Regions from separate parts of the Pan troglodytes genome. Here region 1 is linked to region 2. The links are chromatin contacts, called in public Hi-C maps. All regions are on one chromosome and are shown on one strand. Each heading gives the region's core, a stretch centred on a gene start, on an enhancer-like site or on the middle of the called end of the contact. The rest is flanking DNA. Distances are from core to core; before and after follow the strand shown. Region 1 overlaps XXYLT1 (xyloside xylosyltransferase 1). Region 2 holds the start of LOC134809509.

What was found. A called contact is a pair of places that touch in the nucleus more often than the background predicts.
Region 1: a Hi-C map of stem cell-derived neural progenitor cells shows a contact between it and region 2, with 2.9 times the contacts expected there. The contact joins the enhancer-like site here to the promoter of LOC134809509 in region 2. A contact is called at or near these places in 4 of 7 Hi-C or Micro-C datasets (blood, induced pluripotent stem cells, a lymphoblastoid cell line and 1 more), 1 of 1 datasets of contacts at active chromatin or transcription factors (stem cell-derived excitatory neurons) and 1 of 1 other capture datasets (stem cell-derived neural stem cells).

Annotation. Positions count from the first base shown.
Region 1 is chr2:198,292,141-198,298,078 of NHGRI_mPanTro3-v2.0_pri, forward strand. The region is part of intron 3 of XXYLT1 (xyloside xylosyltransferase 1); the gene reads right to left. Among named protein-coding and RNA genes, the nearest start is that of XXYLT1, 160 kb to the right of the region's middle. Within about 2 kb of position 4,006, at least 7 of the 24 cell types and tissues checked have an H3K27ac peak or open chromatin away from gene starts, as enhancers often do. A contact at or near this core is called in stem cell-derived neural progenitor cells, where this site is marked.
Region 2 is chr2:197,867,147-197,872,815 of NHGRI_mPanTro3-v2.0_pri, forward strand. LOC134809509 reads right to left here and starts at 2,016. Exons shown (of 3, transcript XM_063806429.1): 1 at 1,422-2,016; 2 at 900-980. The coding sequence starts at 1,953. FAM43A (family with sequence similarity 43 member A) reads left to right here and starts at 2,078. Exons shown (of 1, transcript XM_516959.8): 1 at 2,078-4,611. The coding sequence starts at 2,395. The coding sequence ends at 3,669.

The DNA.
Region 1 (5,938 bases), core at 2,756-5,255, 430 kb after region 2:
CGCAACATTCGTGAATACGATATTATGAATGATAGCCCTCATGTCACACATGAACCCTCTAGACCCGTTCATCCCACACGTCTGCTACGCTGTATCCCCTGACTGGTATCTCCCCATTTCCTCCCTCACCCTCGCCGTGGCCGTGGTAACCATCATTTTATTCTCTACCGCTGTGTATTCAGCTTTTCCTCTTTTTAAAAAGATTCTACATATAAGTGAGATCATGCAACATATTTTTTCTCTGTCTGGCTTATTTCACTTAGCAATAATGTCCTCCAAGTTTCATCCACGCTGGGGCAAATGGTATGACTCCTTCTTTTTAAAGGCCGAGTAATATTCCGTTTTGTGTGTGTGTGTGTGTGTGTGTGTCTTGTATGTTACAATTTCTTTCTCTATTCATCTATCAACAGACATTTAGGTTCTTTCCGTATCTTGGCTACTGTGAATAACGTTGCCGTGAGCACGGGAGAGCAGTTATCTTTACGAGGTAGTGATTTCATTTCCTTTGGGTCAATGCCCAGAAGAAGGACTGCTGAGTCATATAGTAGTTCTAGTTTTATTTCTTTAGGAATTTCCATATTGTTTTCCATCATGGCTGTACCAACCTACATTCCTACCAACGGTGCAGCGTGCTGGGGCTCCTTCTTCTCCACACCCTCGCCAACAGTGGCTATCTCTTGTGTTTTTGACAATGGCTATTCTATCAGGTGTGAAGTGAGAATGACTGTTTTCTGATTTTGCCAGATTTTTATATGTCTAAGGAATTAACCCCGTACTGCCAGCCTGCACTGAACGGGGGGAAGTGGCGGCTCACGCTAGTAACAGTCAGTGCTGCGGGGGGCAGATAAAAGGAAGCCTAGGAACGCTGGACGGAAATGCCGATTTGCTCCAGATAACAGACTGGAATTCCAGGCCATGAGGCTGGGCCTAGTAGAGTTAATGCTGGCCACTGGTGGTTCTGTTACAGGAGTGCAGGAACGCACCCCCACACCAGCGACCTGCATCCATCACCTCACGCCGGCAGCCTGCGTCCATCTCTTCTGCATTTGTTAGAGGCTGCATGGGCCTAAATCACACACACTCAGAGCCTAGAAAGAATCAGTGCAGGTAAAACAAGAGAGAAATTAATTTTAAATAGAAACATGTTCTTTGTCTTTTGAAGCCTTTTAAAGGCCCTTACATTCACCATCGCTGTGCCTTTACCTAGACTCAGATAAATGACAGAAGAAGTGCTGTTCTGTGAGACCTTTAGAATCCATCAAGGGGAAGTCGCTGGGCAAGAGGAATGAAATTCAGGCCCTGAGAAACTAGGGAAAAAAAAGTTAGAGAAACAATGCAATCTTGTCAGGTGACCAATTCCAAGTGTGTCCTTTGACCTCATGGAAAAAAGACAGTCCCTGGCATAACTCAGAAAATACTAGCTGGGGTCATATGCTTCTGATTACTGAGAAAGGCCAGCACAGGCTGAGAGTCCCTATGCTCCTGCCTAACCCTGTGGCCTCTCCAACGAGGGGAGAAAGGTTTGACGCACTAGAAGTTCATCACTTTAAGTCTGTTGTTTGGAATTCTGAATACATTTTCCTATAACAACTATTTCCAACTGGTGTTTGGGCGCCTTTTTAGACATTACATACAGATGGACCCACAGTTTAGAATGGGAGCAATGGGGAAAGGAAAATGGGAGGTCGGGCCCATGAAATCTACTGATGAGCAGAGGCCCTTTGGGAGCACACACCCACTGTGACGGTGATGACGGTGATGAGGGCTCCGTGTGTGTGTGTGTGTGTGTGTGTGTGTATTTTATGAGAGGGCAGGTGCCATGAGAGGAAAACAAGGCTCTAGGAACAGAAACAGAAGTATGAAGAAGTGGTTCAAAGACAAGAAGTACCAAGCAGAGGAGATGGTTCTGAGTCCCAATCATTCCTCAGCTTAAGTTCTTCTTTCTACAATACTTCACTTCCCAGGCAGCAGTGCCCAGGTGAGCAGTTCCCTTGCGGGGAGGGGGTGGGGCAGCAGTGGACTCATGCTGCCTGCTGGGAAAGGGTATGTGAGATTCAGCTGCTCACACGACCATGTGTTCACTGAGCAGGGGATCACAACCTCAAGCTCCCAGAGAGCAAGGCAGTGGGGACGAGGCGGGGACCCGGGAGATCCAGAGAGCGTGGCACGACCACCTGAGAGAGGCTGCTGCTGTTCAGCTGAGGCCAGGGGTTCTGGAGAAAAGGCAGGCCTAGTATCATCCTGACTTCTGAGTTTTAAAGGAAAGCTACGGAATACCTTGATTTTAAATGTTGGCAACTAATACAAAGTAACAACAACAACAAAATGCTACAGGCAAAAACAAAAACAAACAAAAAAAACCCCACACCAAAAACCCTCTTCTGTCTGGTCTGTGGAATATCAGTTTGCAGTCCCTTTCCCAGTGTCTACAGTTAGAATAAACCATTTGGTTCTTTGATTCGCAAGTCTAGCTACAAGCCAGAATCACTTTGGGTACATGGTCAAAACGCAGCTTTGGAGACCAAGAGTATTGGGATGCCTGGGACAAGGCCTGAGAGCCTGTCTTTTGAGGTGCCCTGGGGATAGCAGTGTGGCTGCGCCACATTTGGAAACCACTGGCTGGTTTGTATTTCATCCATATAACCAACTGCTCACTAGTGTTTCACACCTCCAGTTCATAACGGTCAAATACTATCACAAGAATGATCGAATGATAAAACCACAAAATATGCTGACCCCATGGATAGGAAAGAGGTGAATGTCAAGGGGACCTGGGACACAACCAAGTGTGTGAAAGTGTGTCTTATCTAAATGGTTTATGAAAAATTAAAACTCTATAATATATAAGCATATGTTTTAACAGATGAATTTTCCCTCTACTAAATCTTTGAGTAAAACTGACTCTTCGGGAAGATGCAGTAAGCTTTGATCCTGTGACTGGAGAGTACAGCTGTCCCCAGGATATTCACCAAAGTTTAAGAGAAACAGACATATCTACACACCGTATCATCATCTCGTCTGACTTACGCCCAAAGGCAAAGGGCCACGTGAAGTCCACAGCAGGACTCAAGTGCAAAGTCAACAGACTTTTATTTAAACTTCTGTTCAAAGGTATGTGAGTGTTGAAAGTGTGTCAGATGGTGGAGAAAATGACATAACAGGAAATTGTCGTTTAACAACAGAGTCCATCCCTGAATGCTGCAGCCAAGTCTGCGCCTCCGCGTCCACTCACGGGGCCACCGAGCAGTGATTTGGAGACCTGTTTCAACTATCAGCGGGGGCCAAGGGATCCCTGAGCCAGATCTACACCGTGGCAGAGCCCCCCGGGTCATTTTCCCACTGTCGGTGAAACTGTGAGGAAACCATGGTATTATTCCCGGCCTCCCTGCGCTTCCCTCTCTCCTTTCCTGGTGACGTTTCCAGCTGTCACCAGCATTCCATGGCATACTTCTTATTCCCCACCTTCCCTTACTCTCATATCATCACTTCTTAGTAAGCCTAAAGCCTTCCCCTTTCCTGTATTATTTACTTCTGATTAATTTCGGCAGCATTTCACCGACGCGTAGCATTTAACTATTGACTTGAACACCATAGGTATTGCTTCTTATGGAAAAAGAATACTTTAAATTAAACGTGGTCTCTTTATGCTAAAGTGCCCAATTTGTTATGAATAATAAAGTTACCAATCGATAAAGTTACTTTCTATGATCACTCTGAAAAAAACAATAAAACCTCTTTGTGGAAGCCCAATACACTGCCATTCTGTCATTCACTAGTGTTCTCGACGGAGAGGCGCTCTTGCTGCGCTGTGTCGTTTTTGATGGAGAGATGCTCTTGTTGTGTTTTTGATGGAGAGATGCTCTTGCTCCGCACTCCCACCTAACCCTCACCCCCAACCCCCTGAAAGGTTCTGGCCCCAGCACGGCCCCGCACACACCCTGTCTCACTGGACTTGCCCCTTGCCTTCTCCCGGGCCTCAAGGCGGTGTCTACGCCGGGCTCGCTGGAACCTTCCAGGGCTCGGTGATTCTGGGCTGCGGTGGGAGGGCCCTGAGTTCTCAGACCCGCGTGCAGATCCGGCCGCGACACAGGCGAGACCCCTGCTGGCGAGGCGCGGAACTGCAGGCACGCCGCGGCAGGGAGGGCCGCAGAGCGGGAGGGGCCTGGGGCGCCCCCAGCAAAGAAGCTGGGGTGGGGGGCTGGCCACCCATCAGGTCGTCAGGAGCCAAGTCCTCTTCCACACTTCTTTCACCACTGTCTTCAGCTGCCACCTCTGCCTGCCTCAGGACCATCAAGCTGTCTGGCTTCCGTCCTAAGACCCTGAGACAGAAAGGAACCCTGGGCACTTACCCTCCCAGGCCAAGGCCAAATTCTCCAAAACACCCCCTAGAGGTGGGGGTGACGGGGGAGGAGAGTAGACACTTGGAGCCCTGGACATCGGGCCAAGCATCCCACAGACGACAGATAAACGGCTCCCGGATGGTAGTACAATCAGAGGCTCCACAGAATCTTTTTCTGTTGGCAACGGGATTAGAAAATAAAAATAAATCCCAGACACACACAGGCACCTGCCCTTTGCCTGGTGGAATGGAGAGCTCTCGTTTTGTTTTGCCCAGAACGACTTTCATTTACAGCTTCACATTTACAGCTTCACTTCAGCAAGACGAAAAGCTGAGTCCAGACGCCCTTCAAAAAGAAGAGACGTGGCCGGGTGCGGTGGCTCACGCCTGGAATCCCAGCACTTTTGGAGGCCGAGGCGGGTGGATCACCTGAGGTCGGGAGTTCGAGACCAGCCTGACCAAGATGGCGAAACCTCGCCTCTACTAAAAATACAAAAATTAGCCGGGCATGGTGGCGGGCGCCTGTAATCCCAGCTACTCAGGAGGCTGAGGGAGGAGAATCGCTTGAACCCAGGAGGTGGAGCTTGCAGTAAGCCAAGATCATGCCACTGCACTCCAGCCTGGGCAACAAGAGCGAAACTCCGTCTCAAAAAAAAAAAAAAAAAGGAAGAAGGAGGAGGAGGAAAAAGGAGGAGGAAGGAGGAAGGAGGAAGGGGAAGGAGGAGGAAGGGGAGGAGGAGGAGGAAAAAGGGGAGAGGAGGAGGGGAGAGAGGAGGAGGGGGAGGAGGAGGGGCAGGAGGGGGAGGAGGAGGAGGGGCAGGAGGGGGAGGAGGAGGAGGGGCAGGAGGGGGAGGAGGAGGAGGGGCAGGAGGGGGAGGAGGAGGAGGGGGAGGAGGAGGAGGGGAGGAGGGGGAGGAGGAGGAGCAGGAGGGGGAGGAGGAGGGGGAGGAGGGGGAGGAGGAGGAGGAGGGGAGGAGGGGGAGGAGGAGGAGCAGGAGGGGGAGGAGGAGGGGGAGGAGGAGGAGGAGGGGAGGAGGGGGAGGAGGAGGGGGAGGAGGAGGGGGAGGAGGAGGGGGAGGAGGGGGAGGAGGAGGGGGAGGAGGGGGAGGAGGGGGAGGGGGAGGAGGGGGAGGGGGAGGAGGGGGAGGGGGAGGAGGGGGAGGGGGAGGAGGGGGAGGAGGGGGAGGAGGGGGAGGGGGAGGAGGGGGAGGAGGGGGAGGGGGGAGGAGCAGGAGGGGGAGGAGGGGGAGGAGGAGGGGGAGGAGGGGGAGGAGGGGGGAGGAGGGGGGAGGGGGAGGAGGGGGGGAGGAGGAGGAGGAGGAGGGGGAGGAGGAGGGGGGAGGAGGGGGGAGGAGGGGGGAGGAGGGGGAGGAGGAGGGGGGGAGGAGGGGGAGGAGGGGGAGGAGGAGGGGGGGAGGAGGGGGAGGAGGAGGGGGAGGAGGAGGGGGAGAAGGGGGAGGAGGAGGGGGAGGAGGGGGAGGAGGGGGAGGAGGGGGAGGGGGAGGAGGGGGAGGAGGGGGAGGGGGAGGAGGGGGAGGAGGGGGAGGGGGGGAGGAGCAGGAGGGGGAGGAGGAGGGGGAGGAGGAGGGGGAGGAGGAG
Region 2 (5,669 bases), core at 766-3,265:
GTTGCAGAGAACCCACAGTCCAGTGGAAACCCAGAGTTGGGTAGAGTTTACAACCTTCATTGGACTAGGAGGCAGGAATCCCGTCTGCTCCTAGCTCAGGGCCTGGCACCAAAAGGTAGTCAGAAAAGTAACTTAAATGGAAACTCAGCATCAACGACTCTGAGAAAATTGAGTTAGATTTCAAAGGAAGGTTAAAAGTTGGCAAAGGTAGAGGGTGGGCAGGGGTCAGTTTTATTTTGTTGGAATATCCCAAGGGAATTTCCAGGCATGGTTGCAGTGAGTCTGGCATGAAGACCTGGCGTGGAAGCCAGAGACATCAAAGATCCCCAGGGGACTGGGATGGTGGGAAGGGATCACTGTCCTCCTCCAGGACCAGGCTGGGAGTTTGATGCAGGATCATTCGGACATTGATCCCACTCCAGCCATACGTCTTTTTGCTTTGACTGACCATACCATAGAGGCAAGCAGGCTGTTTCAAGGGCCCAGAAATGAGTTACTGGCTAAGGGTCAAGCCGGTCAGAAGACAACTACACTGTCCAGTTGGCACATGATAAAAGCAATACTGATGCAATTATCACTCCCATTGGAGGGTGGCCTGGCATTATTTGTCACTTAAATAAAAAACGTCATTTGAATTTTTACTAGGAATTCTCATCCAAAATATGTCAATGATAGAATGAAACCGCATGACCGGCTTGCCAAAGTAAACTAAGTCCTAACTACACACGAGCATTAGAAATTGTGTGTATCTCAGAAAACTGCTCTACCCTGAGGCCTGACAGCAGGAGGGGGTCTTGCTGGGGTTCGGACGGGGAAGCGCCTTATTCATTGACGGTATTCTACAGTAGTCACCCCAATCATGTTACCACTCACCTCACTTTACACTGTCTGCTGCTTACCTGTGAATACGAGCTCAAGATAGTGAGAGATAAGCCTTGGTGTTTTCTGTGCATCTCTCTTTTCTTTAATGGAATACAATTCTGAAAATAATATTAAACAGCACCCAGTCATTCTCAGAAAGCCGTCACACAAGGAAGAAACCACTATTTTCCCAAACTTTTTGTACAGGAAATTATAATCTGTAATCTCATCTTCTGCCACCTACCTCAGAAGTTTCGATCTAGACATACATGTATTCAGTGAGTGGCAATTCAGCCTGGGGGGTGGAGTGTCAGGATTCAAGTCTTTTTGCTGCGGGGTAACCCCAGGTCCCAGTGATTTCCATAGACAAAAGAGATGCTGGTAAATTTGGGATGTAATTGGCGGATTGGACCGGTCTCCCCGCTCCCTCGACCAATGGCTGTCACGCGGTCCCTTTAAGAAACCAGGAATCCGCCCGGAGTCGGAGCCCAAAACAGATCCTCTTCTCTGCTTCTCCCCTGTCCCCGCGCGGCGAATGGTTCGCGCCGGCCTATATTTACCCGAGATCTTCTTCCCGGACGGCAAGGATGTGAGGCAGGCGAGCCGGACGCCGCTCGCAGCACCGGAGAGGGCGCGCTGCAAAGGCGGGCAGCAGACCGTGGAGAGCCCGGGAGCGGAGCTGGACACCGCCTCGGAGGGAAGAAATGAGGTAGCGGCGGTTCCCGGACCCGGCCATGCCCGTCCCCTGTCCTCGGAGCCCAGCGCTGTCTCGGCCAGGCCAGCCCGGACACTGAGCGGGCCGAGCGCGAGTCCCCGGCGTCCGGCGGAGCGAAGATGCAGTGAGTCCCCGCGGGACTGCTGCGCGGGGCCCGCCGCGGCCAGCCGGACCCAGCATCCGACCGCACTTTGGGCGAGCTGCTGACTCTTGAGACCAGCCCAGCCGAGGGGCTTTCCGTCTCCAGCACCCCTCGGAGGTGGGGAGCACCGGCCCCTGGGCACACTCGCTGTGGAGTTTCCGCGGGTTTTGGCCCCAGTCCTGAGGGTTGTGTGTGTTAGGGGACCCACCTCACGTTCGCCGAGGAGTTCCTGCATATTCTCGCACCATCCCGGGTGCTGTTGCTGGGGCTCTCTTTATTTATTTGCACGCGCGCTTCTAGCTTTTTTCCTGACATTTTCCACTCCACGCTCGTTCTCTCTCCCTTGCATTTTGTTGCTTGCCTGAGACTCTTTGCTCTCGCCCTTGCCCAGGCTGGGGTAATTCTGTGTGCGCGCGTGTCTCCCCCGCACCAACCTTTTTTGCACACTCGAAGCTGAATATTTTCTTTTTTAGAAAATTTACCCCCACCCCCTGCGGGGTTCCTAAGCACTCTCTCTGCTCCCCTCCCCCCAACTCCCTACCACTGGGCCGCTGCCAGTAGTTTTATTTTTCGATCTTGCCCGGGCCGAGCCCGGCAGGGGCCGGTGGCTCAGCGGGCCTCGCACCCGGCGCTCCGCCGCCGCCGCCGCCCAGCTGCGCCGGGGCGCCCTCCGGAGATGCTGCCGTGGAAGAAGCACAAGTTCGAGCTGCTGGCCGAGGCGCCGCCGCGGCAGGCGTCCAAGCCCAAGGGCTACGCTGTGAGCCTGCACTACTCGGCGCTGAGCTCGCTGGCGCGGGCGTGCCCCGAAGGCGCGCTTAGCCGGGTGGGCAGCATGTTCCGCTCCAAGCGCAAGAAGCTGCACATCACTAGCGAGGACCCAACTTACACCGTGCTCTACCTGGGCAATGCCACCACCATCCAGGCGCGCGGCGACGGCTGCACCGACCTTGCTGTGGGCAAGATCTGGAGCAAGAGCGAGGCGGGCCGTCAGGGCACCAAGATGAAGCTGACGGTGAGTGCGCAGGGTATCCGCATGGTGCACGCCGAGGAGCGCGCGCTGCGCCGCCCGGGCCACCTCTACCTGCTGCACCGCGTCACCTACTGCGTGGCCGACGCGCGGCTGCCCAAGGTCTTCGCCTGGGTGTACCGGCACGAGCTGAAGCACAAGGCCGTGATGCTGCGCTGCCACGCCGTGCTGGTGTCCAAGCCCGAAAAGGCGCAGGCCATGGCCCTGCTGCTCTACCAGACGTCGGCCAACGCGCTGGCGGAATTTAAACGCCTCAAGCGGCGGGACGACGCGCGTCACCAGCAGCAGGAGCTGGTGGGCGCACACACCATCCCGCTAGTGCCGCTGCGCAAGCTGCTCCTACACGGACCCTGCTGCTATAAACCGCCGGTGGAGCGCAGCCGCAGCGCGCCCAAGCTCGGCTCCATCACCGAGGACCTGCTCGGCGAACAGCAGGAGCAGGAGCTGCAGGAGGAAGAGGAAGAGGAGCAACCCGAGGGCTGCCCGGAGGAGGAGGAGAACCGTGCGGCAGAGGGAGATCCAGCAGAGGAGGAGGCCGCCGAGGCGCAGCGTGCGCTAGTGGTCGCCATGCACTTTGAGTGCGGGGACTTGTTGGATACTCTGGAGAATGGCCGTGGGGAGGCGCTAGGAGGCGGCGGGGGCTCCCTGGGCCCGGGGGCCGGGCCTCCGCCTCTGCTGCTGGGCAGCGCCTCCGACATGAAGGCTGAGCTGTCGCAACTTATTAGCGACCTGGGCGAGCTCAGCTTCGGCAACGACGTGCGCACCCTGCAGGCCGACTTGCGGGTGACGCGCCTGCTGTCGGGCGACAGCACGGGCAGCGAGAGCTCCATCGAGGGCGGGGGCCCTGACGCCACCTCCGCCACCGCCGGGGACTCGTCCGGCCAGGCCGACGGCGCCAGTGCAGACGAGCCCCACTCGGGCTGAGCTCCTCCGCGCGTCGCCGGCGCTCCACCGTGGCTACCCATCCGTGGTCCCGACAACCTCCCTGTCCCTTGCCCGCCCCCAGGAAGGGGGAAATGGGGCATTTGGGGCCCAGACCTACACTTGGAGCCCAGGTCCAGCGTTCCCCCGACCGCTTCCCCCTACCTCCCGGCCCCCGCTCCCGCCCCAGCACTTTTGGCTCTGTTGCGCGTGGGGATGCGGGGAGATTTGAGAGGGGAAAACCCCGCCAGGAGGGAGAGAGAGGCACCCCTCTGGGATGCGGGTGAGGGAAGGTTGGCTGAAGTTCCTAGTCTCAGGCCGTAGGTGCCTGGCCAGTTTCCTGTTTGTGGGGCAGCTGGGGCCTGAGGAGGAGGGGTTCACTTCCTCCTCCCACCCCCTGGGAGCGGCCCTGCGCTGTCACTGACATCTCATTAAAAAAAAAAAAAAAAAATGTGCTCTCAAGGTGTTTGAGGCTTTAATGCAACCCTTTAGCCCTTGGTTCTTTTTGGTGCAAGAATTCTGGCTGTTTACCTCAGACTCACACCCCTGAAATGTTGCCAAATTCTTCAAATAACTGTTTGGGGGGTGGGGGGAGATGAAAGAGAGTTGCATTTTGTTTACAGTTAAAGACATCCAATATCTTAAAAAGGAGTTTTCCTTTAGAAACACACACACCCTTCCTCTTGCTCAAAAGATCGCACTCCATGATACTGTGTAAAATATTTTTGCACTGTTGTGAAGTATTTTTGACTTTTTTCTGTACATAACTGTGTTCTCAGAGCTGAATGTTTATATCTTTTGCTGTGCAAAAGAAACATGGAAAATGTTGTTCAGTTGTATATACAGAAATGTGTATAAAACATTTTGTTATTTTTTAAAAGTAGCACTGTTCTGGTTCTGTTTGCACGCCAGTGGGGAGAGAATAAAGAGGAAAATTTAACAGAACAGGTGAGCGTCTGGAACTGCTGCGTTGGGGTGGGAGAGGCTGTGTCCCACCCTGGGATGGTGTCATAAGACAGTCTTTGGCCTTTCCTGTGCTTGGAGAGAATTAGGGAAGGAAGGTCCACTTTATGCGCCATCTGGGGCCTTCCTGGACCTCCACAACTCTGGGTGCTGTGTCTGGGACCAGCCTTTTCTTGTATTATCCTGTATTTTTCACTAATTAAGTTGTGTGATCTTTTTCTGGTCTTTTGGAGAGGCCACGGTGAGTTCCGTATCGCACTCCCAGACCTGTGAGGTTATTTATGGAGGAGTGACTTCCAGATCTGCTGAGATTTTACTACCTCCTTCTGTGGGCCATGCTAATAATCAAGCGTAAGGAGACTACCTTATCTTTTCCTTTACAAACAGCTCAGGGAGCTTTAAAGATGAACTAGAAACCCAAAGAGGAGTTCTCTGAGGAGTGGGGCCATCTCTGTTTTTGCTGGGAGGAAAACCAAGGAGAGAGAAAAGTTGACAAGTTCCGATCCTGGTGTGAGTGAGTCACGGTGCAGGTGGGTGGGTGGCTGGGCAGGCTGCAGAGCCCATTTCCTTCCCTTCTACAACCCAGTGTGACCCAGTTGGGGGATGGCGCGAAGGTCGAGGGGGAGAGGAGCTGTTAGAGCGCGGTATGGGTGTGCATGTTTCAGCGCTTTCATGCTTTCTGTGTGTTTGTTTCTGTTGTAAACTCCAAACAGATGTCTCTAGTTTGGCTACACCCGATCAGCTGGAAGTTGTAATAAGATGCTGCCAAAACTGTGCCTTCTGCAAATTATATTTTCCTTTTGCCCCTTGAGGCCTCTCTTCCTGTGTTGCAGAAATGGATCTCACTCCTGGCCTTCCCTGGTGTCCTGAGGCCACTTTGCTTTGTTTTCATCATAAATATGTTCTGAGCAGCTAGACCCAGAAATCCTAAGGAGTCTGGAATTCACTGGAACCATAAAGGAAAGAGGGGTGAAAGATTTTCTTCCTAATTAACAGGAATGATTCAGGCATAGAACTATCTTTAAGAAAGAAAAGCAAAG